Regions from separate parts of the Mus musculus genome. Here region 1 is linked to region 2. The links are chromatin contacts, called in public promoter capture Hi-C maps. All regions are on one chromosome and are shown on one strand. Each heading gives the region's core, a stretch centred on a gene start, on an enhancer-like site or on the middle of the called end of the contact. The rest is flanking DNA. Distances are from core to core; before and after follow the strand shown. Region 1 overlaps Nat10 (N-acetyltransferase 10). Region 2 overlaps Abtb2 (ankyrin repeat and BTB (POZ) domain containing 2).

What was found. Capture Hi-C pulls out chosen DNA fragments and counts their contacts.
Region 1: a contact with region 2 is called in a promoter capture Hi-C map of liver. The contact joins two enhancer-like sites. A contact is called at or near these places in 3 of 484 Hi-C or Micro-C datasets (the N1E-115 cell line, bone marrow-derived macrophages and liver), 4 of 115 datasets of contacts at active chromatin or transcription factors (astrocytes, double positive thymocytes, embryonic basal ganglia and 1 more) and 3 of 9 other capture datasets (adipose tissue, liver and pancreatic islet).

Annotation. Positions count from the first base shown.
Region 1 is chr2:103,723,176-103,730,480 of GRCm38.p6, forward strand. Nat10 (N-acetyltransferase 10) reads right to left here. Exons shown (of 29, transcript NM_153126.3): 21 at 7,073-7,121; 22 at 4,825-4,921; 23 at 4,628-4,738; 24 at 3,541-3,713; 25 at 2,945-3,064; 26 at 2,489-2,587; 27 at 1,914-1,987; 28 at 1,017-1,100. Among named protein-coding and RNA genes, the nearest start is that of Nat10, 34 kb to the right of the region's middle. Within about 2 kb of position 5,171, at least 4 of the 459 cell types and tissues checked have an H3K27ac peak or open chromatin away from gene starts, as enhancers often do. A contact at or near this core is called in liver, where this site is marked.
Region 2 is chr2:103,587,713-103,595,204 of GRCm38.p6, forward strand. All of the region lies in intron 1 of Abtb2 (ankyrin repeat and BTB (POZ) domain containing 2), which reads left to right. 8030431J09Rik (a long non-coding RNA gene) reads left to right here. Exons shown (of 2, transcript XR_866592.2): 1 at 1-7,492. Among named protein-coding and RNA genes, the nearest start is that of 8030431J09Rik, 19 kb to the left of the region's middle. Within about 2 kb of position 1,934, at least 31 of the 459 cell types and tissues checked have an H3K27ac peak or open chromatin away from gene starts, as enhancers often do. A contact at or near this core is called in liver, where this site is marked.

The DNA of each region.
Region 1 (7,305 bases), core at 3,921-6,420, 140 kb after region 2:
GGAGATGGAGGGGCAATACCTGACTTTGAGATTCATCACAGACAATTTCCACGTTATAAACTCTTTAGGAGAGTAATAATTGGTAATTATGACGGTGCCAACAAATCAGCCTTCCCACAAGCCCGAAGCGGCTATGCTAGCCTTTTGTGTACAGGCTCTGGGCACAGGGTGTCTCCTGCTAGTCCTAAAGGAGCGCTAACATTTGCTATATGAAAAGGCACCACTTTGCAGATGAGACACTGGAGAAACGGTGTTCAGTGACCTCAGGATGCCGAGGTGGCCGAGGAAGTGAAAACGATTTTCATACTGATCCTTTCCTTGCCTGTTCCATTCTCTGTCTCTTACTTCCATTGTCTCTGAGGGCACAAGGTAGGCGGGTACCACAAGACTAGAGGCAGACGCCGGAAGCCGGCTGGGGCCCAGCATGCCAGAGATGAATGGGACTGGCCAAAGTAAAACTGGGTCTTTCTCAAGACTTAGCTGGATGGTGAAAGACTTGCCTAGCATATATAAAGCCCTGTGCTTGATCGCCATCAAGGAGAAAAGAAAAAAGAAAAGAAAAAAGGAAAAAACAAAAACAAAAACACCAAACCCACAACCAAAAACTTAAATGCAAACCCATACTATTATTTATTTCAAACAAATAGTTTTCAGTTTCTATGCGAGGTAGCTACAAAAAGGACCTGCATAAAGAAAGGTTCCATCTTTTAAGGCATAAAAGAGCCCTAAGACCAAGGATTTTGAGAACTGCTGGCCTGAAGGAAGGACAAGGTGACTCACATGACAGACTCTGCAGTGGACACACCTGGCCCAACTCTGGCCCTGTCGTCCCTGGCGCTGAGTACAGGAAGGAAGAGATCCATGCCTAGGTCACTGTCTGCTTTAGGCGTGCTACCAAGGTGGCCCCAGAGAACTCAAGAGAGAACCATGACCCCTCCATCAGCATTTGCTCCTGCCTCCTGCTTCCCAGGAACAGCTACACAGCCCAGTTGTGTGGGACACCAGGCCCTCCTTACCTTTTCAAACTAACAATGGAGGCATTCTGCCCTGCTTTGCTCAAAACTTCATTCCACTCTTCATCGTCCCCACGAATTACATATCTGTAAGAAGAGGGGAATGTCAAAGCCTGTTAGAAGAGAGACTGCTCAAAAGAAAATAAGAAGGTGATAAGATGCCCACCCCAGGAGACACCAGAGCTGCACTAGCATGTAAGCTGCAGAAGGGGTGACGGGCATACAGCCAGGTGTAGTCCCACTGGACAGAAGAGTCACACCAAGAGTGAAGGAAAAGGGGTCACCAGGGACCAGAGGGCAAGGCAGTGTGCCACAGCTACCTTTGCCACCACCTGCCATCACTGTCCTCACTGGGACAGCCCCTGTCCTACCAGCCTCCAACAACCTACTCTGAATCCTCTCACTTCTTTCAGATAAAGCAGTCTTGGCACATCAAAGAGAAACCAGCTTGAGACCCTGAAATGGCCTTATGGTATTGCTCAATCTGATCAACCAATGACCTGGCTGCGGACAAGTTCTGTGGCTCCAAGCCTAGAGTTAGTTACAGGGAAAGGCCTGAAGCAGCAGGACTGTCAGATCTGTCACCCTGGGGTGGCTAGAAAGGAAACATCACAAGTAACACTCAACAGGAACAGAAGGAAAACGACAAACATGAGGAAGGGACTACTCCAGGTGGGAGGTGTCCTGCTCAGCACCCCCTTCCTGGAAGGGCCTGGCAGTAACACAAACCCAAAGTGACAAGAACTCTGGGATCCTGGGAATGAGACAGATTGCAGATCTCAGCTGTGGTACTTCTGAAACAGTTATGAGCCTGTGGGGTGTGTGGTAGGACACCTTTAGCAAAGTCTACAGGCCATGGAGACTGGGAAGAACTGATTCCCTGAGATGGGAGGGGCTTACTGAGAGAGGTCCATGTCCTTCAGCTTCCCGACTTCCTTCTTGTGTTTCTCCTGGAATTCCTTTGCTGCTTCATCCTGTAGTCCACAGCCAGAGAGAGCAGCGGTCAGAGAGAAGGAGAAGCGGGGACAGGGAGGAAACACTTCCTCCTGAGGTACACTCCCAACACTAAGAGCAGCTACTACAGTTTTACAGTGTGCCCACCTATAAAATACACATTTGGAAAAGCATCAAAAGGGTAACCAACATTTGCAGCAACAGCCTCGAGGTTCCCACACTCACGCACTCAGTGAGAACCACACTGGCTTTGGACCTACAGAGTGCCACTTAGTTAAGTCAGTGCACAGGACCCAATCCTTCAGTTGTTCTGTATCCCAGGCTGACCTGCAATTCTCTAAACAGCAGCTCAAGCTGGTGAACAACTCCCCTACCTCTCAGCCTGAGGATACAGAAATGCAAGCCGTGTACCAGCACCTCCAGCCTGCAGGACAGCTCCGAAGCAGAGGAGGAGGGTGGTCTACATCGACAGGCTAACAGTGGCCAAGGGGAACACTGGGACCTCTACAGCGGGGACATACCAGGTCATCACTCAGGGTCTTCATAGTGGGCTCCATGACCACATCCTTCACTGCCACCATCTGCTCCTCAATAGCCTTTTCCTGCACATCATTGAACAGCTACAAGGACAACACAACAGGAGGAAAGAAAAGATGCAGGAGCAGCAGGGTCTGTCACTCACTCTTCAGTGTCTCAAAGAAAAGTACTCAAAGCAATGCTTCAGACATTAGGAACATAGCTGATCACAGCACAAGCATAGACACAGGCAGAGTATATACAAATCCCAGCAGTGGGGTCTCTGAGAAGAAATCCAGTTCACAGACACTGGCTGACACGCCACCCACCTACTTCCACTGTGTGTGTGTGTGTGTGTAGATCTGCGCAAATACATCTAAGTTTTAGTACTTATTATAAACAAAGAGTGGATGTGTTATGTTACTGAAAAGACCAAAATCCTGCCCATGGACCAAGGTCACCTTCACAACTTTGCGGATGATCCGGTTGAAAAGCCCCATCAACTGGCCTGAGGGCAGCTCAATCTCCTTTTCCAGCTGATCCACAGACTTGTGCTGTAGGCCAATTCCCAAGAGAAGAGCCTGAAGGAAGGAGAATCAGCTGGACTGGCTTCCAAGATAGCCTTGCGCATTACAATAGCCTAGAATGGAGCTGCCTCATTTGATGAAGCAGAAACCAGAGAGCAGCAGTGGGGGTTTGGCATCTTCCATCCTGCAACTAAGGCAGGAACACTCCTTCCTTCCTAAAATGCACTTTAGTTCACATTGTCCCAAAAAACATCAACTTCACAAAAAAACCACATATATCCGGAGTGCAGGATAGCCTGGCCTTCTGGTAGGGTGACAAGGTGGCAGGGAGAGTGTGGGTTCAAAGTGTAGCAGTCTGCTTGCTAACAATACAGCCACATTGCTCGCCTCGGCCTGCAGAGTGAGGATGGGCCACCATTAGCTCTGCCAGGGCTAAAGGCACAAAGCTACTTCCAAGGACTCATCTAAGGGCCCAGCACCAACAGCTCCACTGTCCTCCCTTGTCCCCCATGGAGTCCCAGGTGACCTACCGACTGGGCAGCCGACAGGGACAGGTCTCCTAGCTGGTTCAGGAAGTACAAGCGGGAAATGGCTGGGATAAGATCCATGATGAGGTGGTAATCGACCATGTTCCGAGAGTACATCTCTAGACGCTTCAGGTCATAGGGAAGGAAAAGTGCCTCCAGATGCTCCCGGCCTAGGGCTGTGCATGCAACAAGAGCCCACCAGTCAGGGCAGTCTGCAGCCCTCACAGGATAGGACGCAGCACACAAGGCCAACCAGGAAGGGGCTGGACGGCTCAGCAGTTAAGTGCACTCGCTGCTCTTGCAGAAAACCCAGAACCCACATGTGATAATTCACAACCAACAATAACTCAACTTCCAGAGACTCTGACGCCCTCTGACCGCCACAGGCACCAGGTACAAATGCACACATGCAGACAAAATAAGGCACACATAAGTCTCTAAGTAAATGTGGTAAGATGCCTTGCTACCAATAACATAATCCCAGGCTGGTAGTTCAGACAACCACCAATATGCTGGGTCCAAGAAAGATCCTCGTGCCCTAACGTTCTAAGGACACACCTCCACTCTCCCCATTTGTCACTCTTTCTCCAGGGTCACCTTACATGCTCTGCCCAGGTCAAAGAACCCAGATTTTCCCATCAAAATACAACCCACAAGACATAATATACACATAAGAACGTGTGCATAGCCACAGATATACACATAAAAATATATATAAATGTAACTGTTAATAGAACAAAATGACTGCTCATGACCTCCTATGCAATTTTTAAAATTTTCATCCAACTAAACAATGATTCTATGCTTTCTAGATTTATAAAGCTATATAGCTTTATAGTTATATAGTTCTTCTATATACCAGTCAGAAGGCTGAGACATATTCTTGGTGCTATTTCATAAATACTCGAACACAGAGCCCCGAGACTGAGCTAGTTCCCCTCAGAGCCCAGGTTCCATAGCTAACCACTGTGTGAACCTGTCTTACACCTGAAATCCAGGCACAGCCTGGGCAGGAGAGAGGCTTGGGGAACAGCAGGCAGCATGGAGACTGTGGACTAGAGCAGCCCTCAGCTCCTGGGTGACAGCTCACCTGGCAGGGCTGACTTGGCTACGTTCCTGTTCTGAATGATGTTCAGAGACAGGGCAGGAGAGAAGGTGCTGAACTGGTATGACAGCAAGGCCAGGAACCGTCTTCGGAAATCTGCAGGGCACAGAAAGGCAGTTAGCAATCTGCAGGTGCCCTGGCCTGTCACCTCACTGTCCCCTCTCCACTCGTCTGGCGTTTACCTTTCCAAAATGCTGCCAGCCAAGCTCCCTGCTCAGCCTCATCCTCATCGGCCAGCGTCTTCAGCATAATGCACGAGTGTTCCCCAGTCAGGTCGTTCTAGGGGACACACATTATTGCTTGGAACCAATGTCATGGTGCTCCCACCCTGCCCCCATGGGCTCGCATGGTAGGCAGCCGCCTAAGAGGCCACGGGATTGGAGCAGGCCCAGCAGGAGTTTAGGTAAGGCCTGATTTCTGCTCCGCACCCACTCCTTTCACTGAAGTCAAGGCCATGAAGGCAGGCTTCAATCCCTCACCCTGTCAGTGAACTTTGTTCCTTATAAAGCAGAAACTTCCCAGCAAACTCAGACGCCCAGCTGGCAGCCGGTATGTTTATACATGCTTTGTGTAAGAGACAGTCTTGCTCAGACTCTGGATGCTTCAAGCTTCACTAGGGGCTGACATGGTGCAAGATTACAGAGTTTTGGACCTTTTACTACATAAGTTCTCAGAACTGCATGGCAGCATCTAACGGCAACGACAGGTCAGAGCAAGCAGGTCAAGGGACAAGGACAAAGGTCAAAGGGACAAGGTCAAAGGATGCCTATGGCCTGTTTGTGGCTCACAGATTTACGTCCTCCCTGCAAGCAACTGCTGAGCGCATCTGTCTATCTAGATAAGTATGCCGACAGGCACGAGCCCATCTCCACTCCCTGCCAGCCCGCACGGGAGTCTCCATGTCACATGCCAGACTTCAAATGGACATTCACCACCAAACTTGAATACCAGATTTGCATTCTCCAAAAGACACATGTGCTTGCCCGCTTCAGCACTGTGGGCCTTGAAAACAGAAGTGACTGGACATCTTCACTCTCTTACTGCTGCACTCACACTCCCCATGACCCTCCTGGAGTGAGGGATGAGTTGCTAGCAAACCTCGAAATCCTGGGTTTCAGTGTCCTGACCCCACAAGGCCTGCCCTCGCAGTCAGCCCTCTCTTCCTGCATTCCCTGTCTCTACAGTGAACAAAGGCCAAGACTCTTCTACCCAACATGTCCTCCCCATGCACACGCCACAGCTACCCTGCTCTCTGCTCGCTTCCCCTCTGGGAAACAATGTCTACTCATGCCTATATCCCCACCTCCCATTATCACCAACTGTAACAAGCCCTACTCCATTCTGAGCACCAGTCCTGGCAAATCCAGTAGCCACCTGTCCTCCTGCTCTATGTGATGTCAGCAGCATCTAAGTATGCATCTATTCACCAAGTACATACAACCTGGAGATGCCAAGTGCCGCAGAGCAGGAGTGAACGTCAGTAGTAGTTATGCTGAGTACCCAGGGTGATCATCACTGGACTATTAGGGTCCTGTTTGAAACCCACCAAGAAACCTCTCCTATGTTTTGTTATGTGGTGAACTAGACAGCTTGAAAGTTCCATTTAAGAATGAGAATGCTGGGCTGGAGAGGTGGCTCAGAGGTTAAGAGCACTGTTTGCTCTTCCAGAGGTCCTGAGTTCAAATCCCAGCAATCACATGGTGGCTATCTGTAACAGGAGCTGATGCCCTCTTCTGGTGTGCAGACATAAATGCAGACAGAACACTGTATACATAATAAATAAGTAAATATATCTTTAAAAATATTTTTAAAAAGTGAGAATGCTGTGGCATTCTCTCCAAGCTCCATCTGTCTCTATCCCTGACCACTTTCTTCAGTTCTGGCCCCTTCCAGTCATCTGGTTTAGGTTTAAGCTGCAGGATAGGCCACTATGCTACAACCAGCATTTGCCACCATGAGGAGCAGTGTTCCTCACTGCTTGCTGCTTTTACCTGTTAGAAAACAAGCTTCAGGCTTCCCCATGCACTGGCTGTTTCCCACAGACACTAACTGCATTCCAGGAACTCACCGCTGTTTCTCACCCTCCCAATCATCTGCTGCCCACCTCTCTCCTTCAGAAACCATTAACACTCAGTTCTGTTATACACACTTAGGGAACTCCAGCCTGCAGGACTGAATCTACAATCTGACAAATCAGTCCGTGTGTGTACCCCTGCCACGTGAAAATGGAGCACAAAGCCACAGATGCACCAGACCTGCCAAGGTCAGGAAGGAATCACTCTGTACCAACCCGCCTCTGAACAAGCAACACCTTAACAAATACAGAAGCACCTGCCCAGGGCACAGCGAGGAGGAGCCAAGACAACTAGAGGAGGAGGTGCCAACTGCAAACACAAACCCAACCCCTCCTCTACCCCAAGCCTCACTTACTGGGGTCTGTCTCAAATAGACAGGAACAAATCCAGCTCGTTTCCAGAACCTACAAAAGGGGGGTAGAGGGGGTGGTCACCATTTATGACTCCTGGAAGTTGAGAAATAAAGGCAGAAGGGACAGGAGGAGGGACAGGAGGAGGGACAGATGGAGGAGGCAGCAGACAATGACAGAGACCCCAGCTGCAAAGGAAGACACCACCCACAGAACTGTCGTCTTCCACTGAAGTGGG
Region 2 (7,492 bases), core at 684-3,183:
CTAGAAACCAGTACTTGATGCTTAAGTTGATAGAAGAGTGAGCAGTAAAGAAAGCATTCTGCAGCCTCCCTCTCCAAACCTGTGATTCAGACTCGGTCTGTTTTCTCTATTAGCAAAATCGATAGCTGTATCGCAAAGCGCAGGCTTGGGTCGGACCTGTTTCTCTAAACCGAGAGTTGGTGTTAGTGTGCCCTGGGTGCCATGTTTGTTGAAGTGTAAGGATGCTAAATTTTTTGTTTTAAAACTAAACAAAAACCACCCCATATGATGGCCCCAAATTTCTACAATGGTAAATATTTCCTTGAGTCAAAGAGAAGAAAAAACAGGATACCCAAGTTGAGGGGTTTTTGTTTTTTGGTTTTTTTTTGGGGGGGGGGGGTGACTTTGTGATGCATGTTCTACATTAGGCCTTAATCTGTGTGGTATGTATGCCCTTTCCTGACTTTAGGCCTTCATGAAGAAGGCAGGACTACAGGAGAGAGGGCATCCAAGGAACTTATAAAGACAAATTCCCCGAGTCAGAGATGGAGTCTGAAGCTGGGATCTGTCCTTAGAACCTTCTCCCTACACTCACAGAACACTGACAATATGTCAAGGACGATGTGAAGAGAGCAGTGACTGTGAGCAGCTTTGAGCCAAAGGCATGCATTCAGCAGATTGTTACAATGCAGACTGTGTACTGCATGTGGAAGACCATAGCTAGTAAGCCAGGTTGGGGCCAGGGGTTGACGTGGTCCTGGAAGCTGAAAAAACTACAAGAATAAATCTCAGACATCTCATGTCATATGTGACTCATGTCAGAGTGTCCCTGAGACCCCTCATCTAAGGAGACATTTCCCAGGGTAACTTCTGCCCACCCCTAAATGAGATTGTGCTTTTGCTAAACCGCTGGATGTGTCTGCAGCTGGCATGCCCTTGCTGTGTTTCTGATCGCTTTGCAGCGCCCCGATCCATGCTGCGATGTTTTAAAGACAGGGGCCTTCTTACTCTGGAAAAGGGTTTCACTTTCTTCCCAGGTAAATAAGAGAGGTTAGGCAGTAGATCTGCATGGAAAAGAAGTGCTTTATTAGCAAGAGTTTGTGAGAAAGAACACGGCTCTAGTATGGAGCTGGGAGAGAAACATGTTTGCTGAGAAGGAGATGCCCACTCGGCATCCCCTGTGTGGCCCGCCATCGAGTAGGGAGCCAGCATGCCAAATTTCTCCAGTTACCATGGGACCCAGACTTTGACAGGAAATCATGGTAGGGTGGGAAGGAATCCAAAATACACATGGCTGGCATACAGGATGCAGTTAGGAAAGAGAAGAGAACAGTCCATCTATTTTCCTGCGCTGAGTTCTCTAGCTTCAAATGGGGCTGTTCTCTAAGCCTCCCTCTGAAGTAGGTCCATTTTATGGTCCTGATTTTCAAGCATGAACTTTTTCCATATTAAGCAATACTTCTGTGATTAAAGTGGCCCCTTTATATGTTTGTGGAGGGTATTTCTTAGCCGTGTGTGTGTGTGTGTGTGTGTGTGTATTTGTGTGTTTTAAGTCTACAAACTAAAAAAGGAAAAAAAATTCTCTTCAGTCAAGGAGACACTTTTCTGGTCTTTCGGATTTTTCCTGAGCTATCTCTCTGCTGAAGCAGCCTGCTGGAAGCCCAGCACCCTTCATTTACTGAGGTGTGCCAGTAGTAACAGGAGGACTTTTGTGGCTGAATTTCCTGGAAATTTCAGCCACCATGTTAAGAAGGTGAAATGTCTCATCCACAAAGAAGCACATTTGCATCCTGTCAGTGAAGTCTGTTAAACTGGAAAGCTAGGAGAGGGATCTTGCTTGGGCCTTTTTGCAAATGGAACTTTGGAAAAGTTCAGCAGGACCTGACTGTGCATAGCCTGGGACCAGTTCCAGACCTCCAGAACATTTAACAGGTTGCTATTGATAGCATTTTCCATGAACCACGCAGTCTAGCAGTGTCTTTGAAACCCTCCCATATTTCTTGGGAAATGTCCTCGACTGTTGATGGAAACGGCAACTCTGCCACAGGGTTTTCATCGCTGCACCTCCTTAGTACCCCTCTTTCTTCTTTCCTCTTCCTCTTTCTCTCTTTTTTCCCTCTCCCTTTCTTCTTCCTCTCTCCACCTCTTTCCTTCCAGACTGAGTGTAATTTGTCAGGCACCTTAAAGTCACCAAGCTTCTTGCTCTTGTCCCTCATGATGACTCTAACTATAGTTGGTTTAGAAGAGGTGACTAGACCAGCCCTAATAGCAGTAGAGTACCTTATGGTTTTATTCTTTCTCCTCTGAGATAACAACCGCTGTAACTCACCATTTAACTGTGACTTTATTTAAAGTCCCTTGCTACACGTTGTGCGGACTACCTTATGTGAGCCTCAGAACCCACCCTGTGCTGTATTGCTATGATTTATTTCCAGTTTACGGATCAGCTATGGCTCAGAAGAGCTGGTGTTAGTTGAGGATGAGATAGGCTGGTGATGTGCAGCTTCACCTGACTCAGAGACCATATTCCTGACCACCATGCAGTACTGCCTTCTCTATACGCTGTGCTGCCTTTCAAGAAAATAAAACCACAGAGTAACCCATCTAGGACCAAAAATACCTTGAGGAACTAGAGGTTTTTTTTTTTTTTCTTACCCAGAACTTTCTTCTCTGAGCAGTGGCCCCAACGAAGGTCTCTGACATCCAAGTTAGCAGCAGTGGGTCAGAGACAGTCAGTCTTAGGTTCATATTCAAGGTAGGTGAGGCGGTCTGGGAGGCCAGTGCACTGTCTTTATATTCCAGGTAATTTGCCTGAAGCTGAGAAGCTGTGAAGTTTCAGCTTTTTAAGTGCACTTCTGTTCAAATTTTATGTTTCAGGACTCTGCAGGTTGCAGATGCAGGACAAACCAGTTTAAGCAAAGTGAAGTTACTGCCTTAAGGTCCTGAGTGGGGTTGGCTTCCGATGCGCTCTGATTCAGAGGTTCGGAGACCCTGGCTATCTCCTCTAAATTTTGCTCTAGATGTGCTTATAAACTGGCTGCAACAACCTTGCCTTTGAGGAAGAACAAGGGCCAAGCTGGCTTCCCTAATAGCTCAAACAAAAACTGTGTCTGTGAGGTTGCTTAGCTGTGATAAGCCTAGTCAGAGTCACGTGTCTGTCATTGAACCAGTTACTGTAGTCTAGGGCCACATGCTTTTTCTCTTGATGCAGAGAGAGAGTAAGGGACCCGTGGGTCTGAGAATGGTAGGTGGGCTATGGAAAGAAGACGGAGAGATGGAGCTGCTGGTTGAACTAGATAGAAAAGTAGAATAGAAAAATAACCATAGGGAATGCAGCCATCACCCACGGTAGGCTAGACAAGAGTAGTTTTTTATTTTAAGGGTTTCAACTTGCCATTATTAATAAGCATCCCTTCTTGTTGTTGCCGTTTGGGCATTTATTTTGTGTGTATGTGTACGGAGCCTGTGCTCCTATGGGAGTACATGCACATGGATGTCCTTGTATGGGGAAGCCAGAGGACAACTTCAGATGTTGTTTCCTAGGAGCTGTTGATCTCATATTTGTAATCAACAAGGTCTTTGACCAGGATCCAGGGCTCAGTGGTTAAGCTAGGCTGGATGGCTCTCTGTTGCAGAGACCCACCCTTCTCTGCCTCCCTAGCTCTGAGGTTATTGGTGTGTGCCACCATGCCCAGCTTTGTATTAGTTGCTGAAGAATGAGCTCACGTTTTCATGCTTGGGCAGCAGGCACTTTACTAACTGAGCCGTCTCCTCATCCCCAAGTCAAAGAGCAATGTGATTTATTTATTTATTTATTTAGTCATTCTTTCTGGCTTCAGTGTCTATTTGTTCTAATGGAACTTTTCCCTCTGGAAGAAAAGCACTTCTTTAGATGAGTACCACTTAAATATTCAGATTGCAGGTTTTAGTGAGAGCCATTTAGACTGTCAATAGCTCAAAGACTGGTTTTATTTCTGACTTAATGGCATCTTAAATTATGTCAGATGAATTAAAGTGCCACTTCTTTCTTCCAGCCTAAGTCCAAGTCATTGCTATCTTGATATACTTGAAGTTTGAGTGAGACTGCTGCCCACTGTTACAGAAAAGTCCATCTCACTGATCCTCATGATTAATCAGTTGCAGATGCAAGTGGAAGGTGCGACCGTATTAGGGACCATGTGTTTTCAGGATCCTGATGGCTGTGTGGCTAATGTGCTTTCCACTGCAGAACTAAACCAGCCAAGGAAGGGTGTTATTAAATGTTCCTTTTGAAGTACCTACAGTTAAACAGATCCAGATAGAATGACTGTTGAGCCAACCAGGCTACCATGAGTGGTGCCCTGTGGCCAGCATCATGGAGGACACAAAGCAGTGGTTCTTGCAGGGGGTATGAATGATCCCTGCCTACTTGCAATATCCAAGGAAAGTCTGTGTACACTGTGCTGCTAAAGGCCCTGCGTACAGTCTCGTGTAATCCTCACACTAACAGCAGGAGGCAGCTACTAGTGTCCTCATTTTTTGCAGAGGAAATAACAGAGGCTTAAAGATGAAATCTCCAGTCACCAGGGACAAGCTCGTCACATCCAGCCTTGCACCAATCTCCCTCCAGCTGCAGAAACCCCTGTTGCTCATTCCCTCACCACAGTGCTGAGGACGGAGACTGTCATTGCAGGATTTCTCACAGGCACAAAAGCACACTCTCCCCTGATAACAGATTTCATCACTCTCGAAACTGGAAGCCTGGGAAGAAAGAAGATTGCTGACTGCTGGAGCCTGCCTTTCCAGAAGGAGGCTAGTTGCAGGGAGAGGAGGGACTGCCAGCCTCTTTGACTCACGTGATCTTACCATCTGTCTGGCTTCTGACTCTCAGCACCGACTCAGTCTGTCTGCAACCCAGACAGCAAGACCAGGCCAAGGACAAACCAAATCTTGACCCTAGAATTTCTTGACCCTGGAATTGGGTAGATGGAAAGTTGCTTAGGGCTGCTGAGGCCACCTTAATCTCCGTATCTCTATACACTGTTAGCTGACTCATTTGAGAAGGCAGGCAGATGGAGCTGGAAGTGTGAAGCAGGCTGTGAGGAGTCTGATCTGAGTCTCCATGGCGAGACAACGACAGTACATGCTAGCCATGTATGTGCCACTGCTGTGTGCACTTGTTAAACCAGATCCAACCACAATGGGAGAAGCAAAAACCTAATCCAGGACTTTGTCCTGGGCATGACTATTGGATTTTAGACAAAGGTTTTATTTTTCCCCACATAATTCCTCTTGGAAGAAATCTATACGGGTAAGGGGCAGAGTAACTGTATGGATATTTTCCTTCATACCTTTAGACGTGAGACAGGAGACTCCCTATGAGCTCACAGGCAATCTAGACTAGGACACACAGCAGCAGACAACAGAGAGGCCTGTCTCAGACAAGGTAGAAGATGAAGATCGACAGCCTCTGTTGTCCTCTGACCCCCACTTGTGTACTATGACACATGAGTGCCTACACACGAGAACACTCTCAGACACAATAATACACACAGAAAGATCTTTAATGTAGGTGTAGAGTCCTGTGTACAGCATGATATTGAGGAATTGGGAATTTATATATGCTGGGCTGATAGCTTTTCAACAAGATCCTGACTCCTGTCACTTTGGGGGTTACTTTATAAGCTAATTAAAATTGGGGGGGGGGTTGGGAGAAGATAACTAAAAAATGCCAAAGGCCTGGGAATGTACTCCAGGCCCTTTCCTGCCTGCCCCGCTAAGCAGCAGGGAACAGACTCGTGGAGTAGGATGGAGAGCAGGGGATCTTTTTGCATTGCTCTACCCATCTCACTGGAAACAGCACCTTAGAGGGTGCGATGCATGACAGTTGACGGTGTGATGGCCTCTTTATCCTGTGTAATTTTCTCTGCTCTGAAGTGTGCTTTATCTAAGTATAGCCACTCCAGCTTTCTTATGCTTGCACAATGCATTTCCTCTACATTTAATTTTAACTACTCCACATTGTATTTTGAGTGAGTTGCTTGTAGACAGCATATAGCCACATTTCGTTTATCTGATTTCACTCCATGATCTAGCTGTTGGAGAATGCTTGGGTTTAGCTTTCTTTCTGATTTGCTCAAAGCCAAATTGTACCAGTTTAGACGTATTCTCTTTTCTTTCCTCTTCCTTTCTTCTAGGTTATTTGAATATTTTTAAATTAATATTTATTTTTATTTTGTCTGTCTGTTTAATGTGTGAGTGTTTTATCTGTACATATATCTATGCACCAGGTGCATGCTTGGTGACCTTGGAGACCAGAAAAGGACATTCGATCTCCTGGAACTGAAGTTATAGATAGTTGTAAGCCACCACATGGTTGCTGGGATTCAAACCCATGTCCTTCGCAAGAGCAACAAGTACTTAATCACTGAGACATCCATTCAGTCCCTATTTGAATACTTTAAATATTCCATTTAATTTTATCTATTGTGTTTGGGTCATATCTTTTGGAATTTTTTTTTCAAATGGGTGCTGTAAGGATTAAACATGTACATGTGTACATAATACTTACACACATGCTTATTTCCTCAGCGAACTTAGATTTAATATGGTCCTACTAGAAGTAGAATGTATAAGAGTCTCACCACCTCTTACCCTCTGTATAAAATCTAACTTTGAAGGATGCTAGGCTAGCCCACCAAACAAAATGTATAAAGGGGAGATAGATTTTAGAAGGAATAAAGAGTTGGGTCTACCTCATTCTTTCACTTAGTAAGCATTTATCCAACATTTTACCTGGTAACATCCTGAGTTGTATGAGCTCTAGATCGATGGTACTAATAGCTATCACTGAGTACTCACGGTATGCATGCTGTCTTCTCAGTTCTTCACAGTTCTGTTACTAATCCTGTAATTATTCACATTCAGTAAGTAAAGAACTGCAGGCACAGTGAGCTTAACTTACCAAGAGGACAAAGGTTAACTTAGCTAGAAAGCAGCAGATCTTTGGGTCCGTCGCTCACATCTCTGCATTGTCACGGGATTACTGCTGTGGGAGAAGCACACCAGAAGCTCATGGGGAGCTTGCACACCCCACAGAGTCCAGTTTACCACCCCTAGAGCCACTGATGGTCCACTTAGGAGGCCCTTTTCTTCTGTCTGATCCTTTTTCTTGTCTTCTGTAAACATTTGTAGGAGACCTTGTCTATGCCTGAGATTACGCCAAAGCTCTGAAAGGGGACCTTGAACCTGAGGTCAGAACAGGAAGGCCCTCGGAGGGCTGTCCGAGCACTTTTCAGATAGGGAGACTGAGGTGGGTAGGAGGGAAAACAACCTGTCCAGTGGTACACAGTAGGGCTAGGCTTGAACTAGGACCCTGATTCCTGTTTTGTGTCTGTGTTGCTTAAGCTATCCCAGCAAAAGGGTGCAGGCAGCTGAGGAGTAACAGGCTGGAAATTCTGATCTGTGGTTGAACAGAGACAGCCAGAGGGCCCCTCAAGGGAGTCCCCCCACCCTTGCATGCCAAACCTCAGAA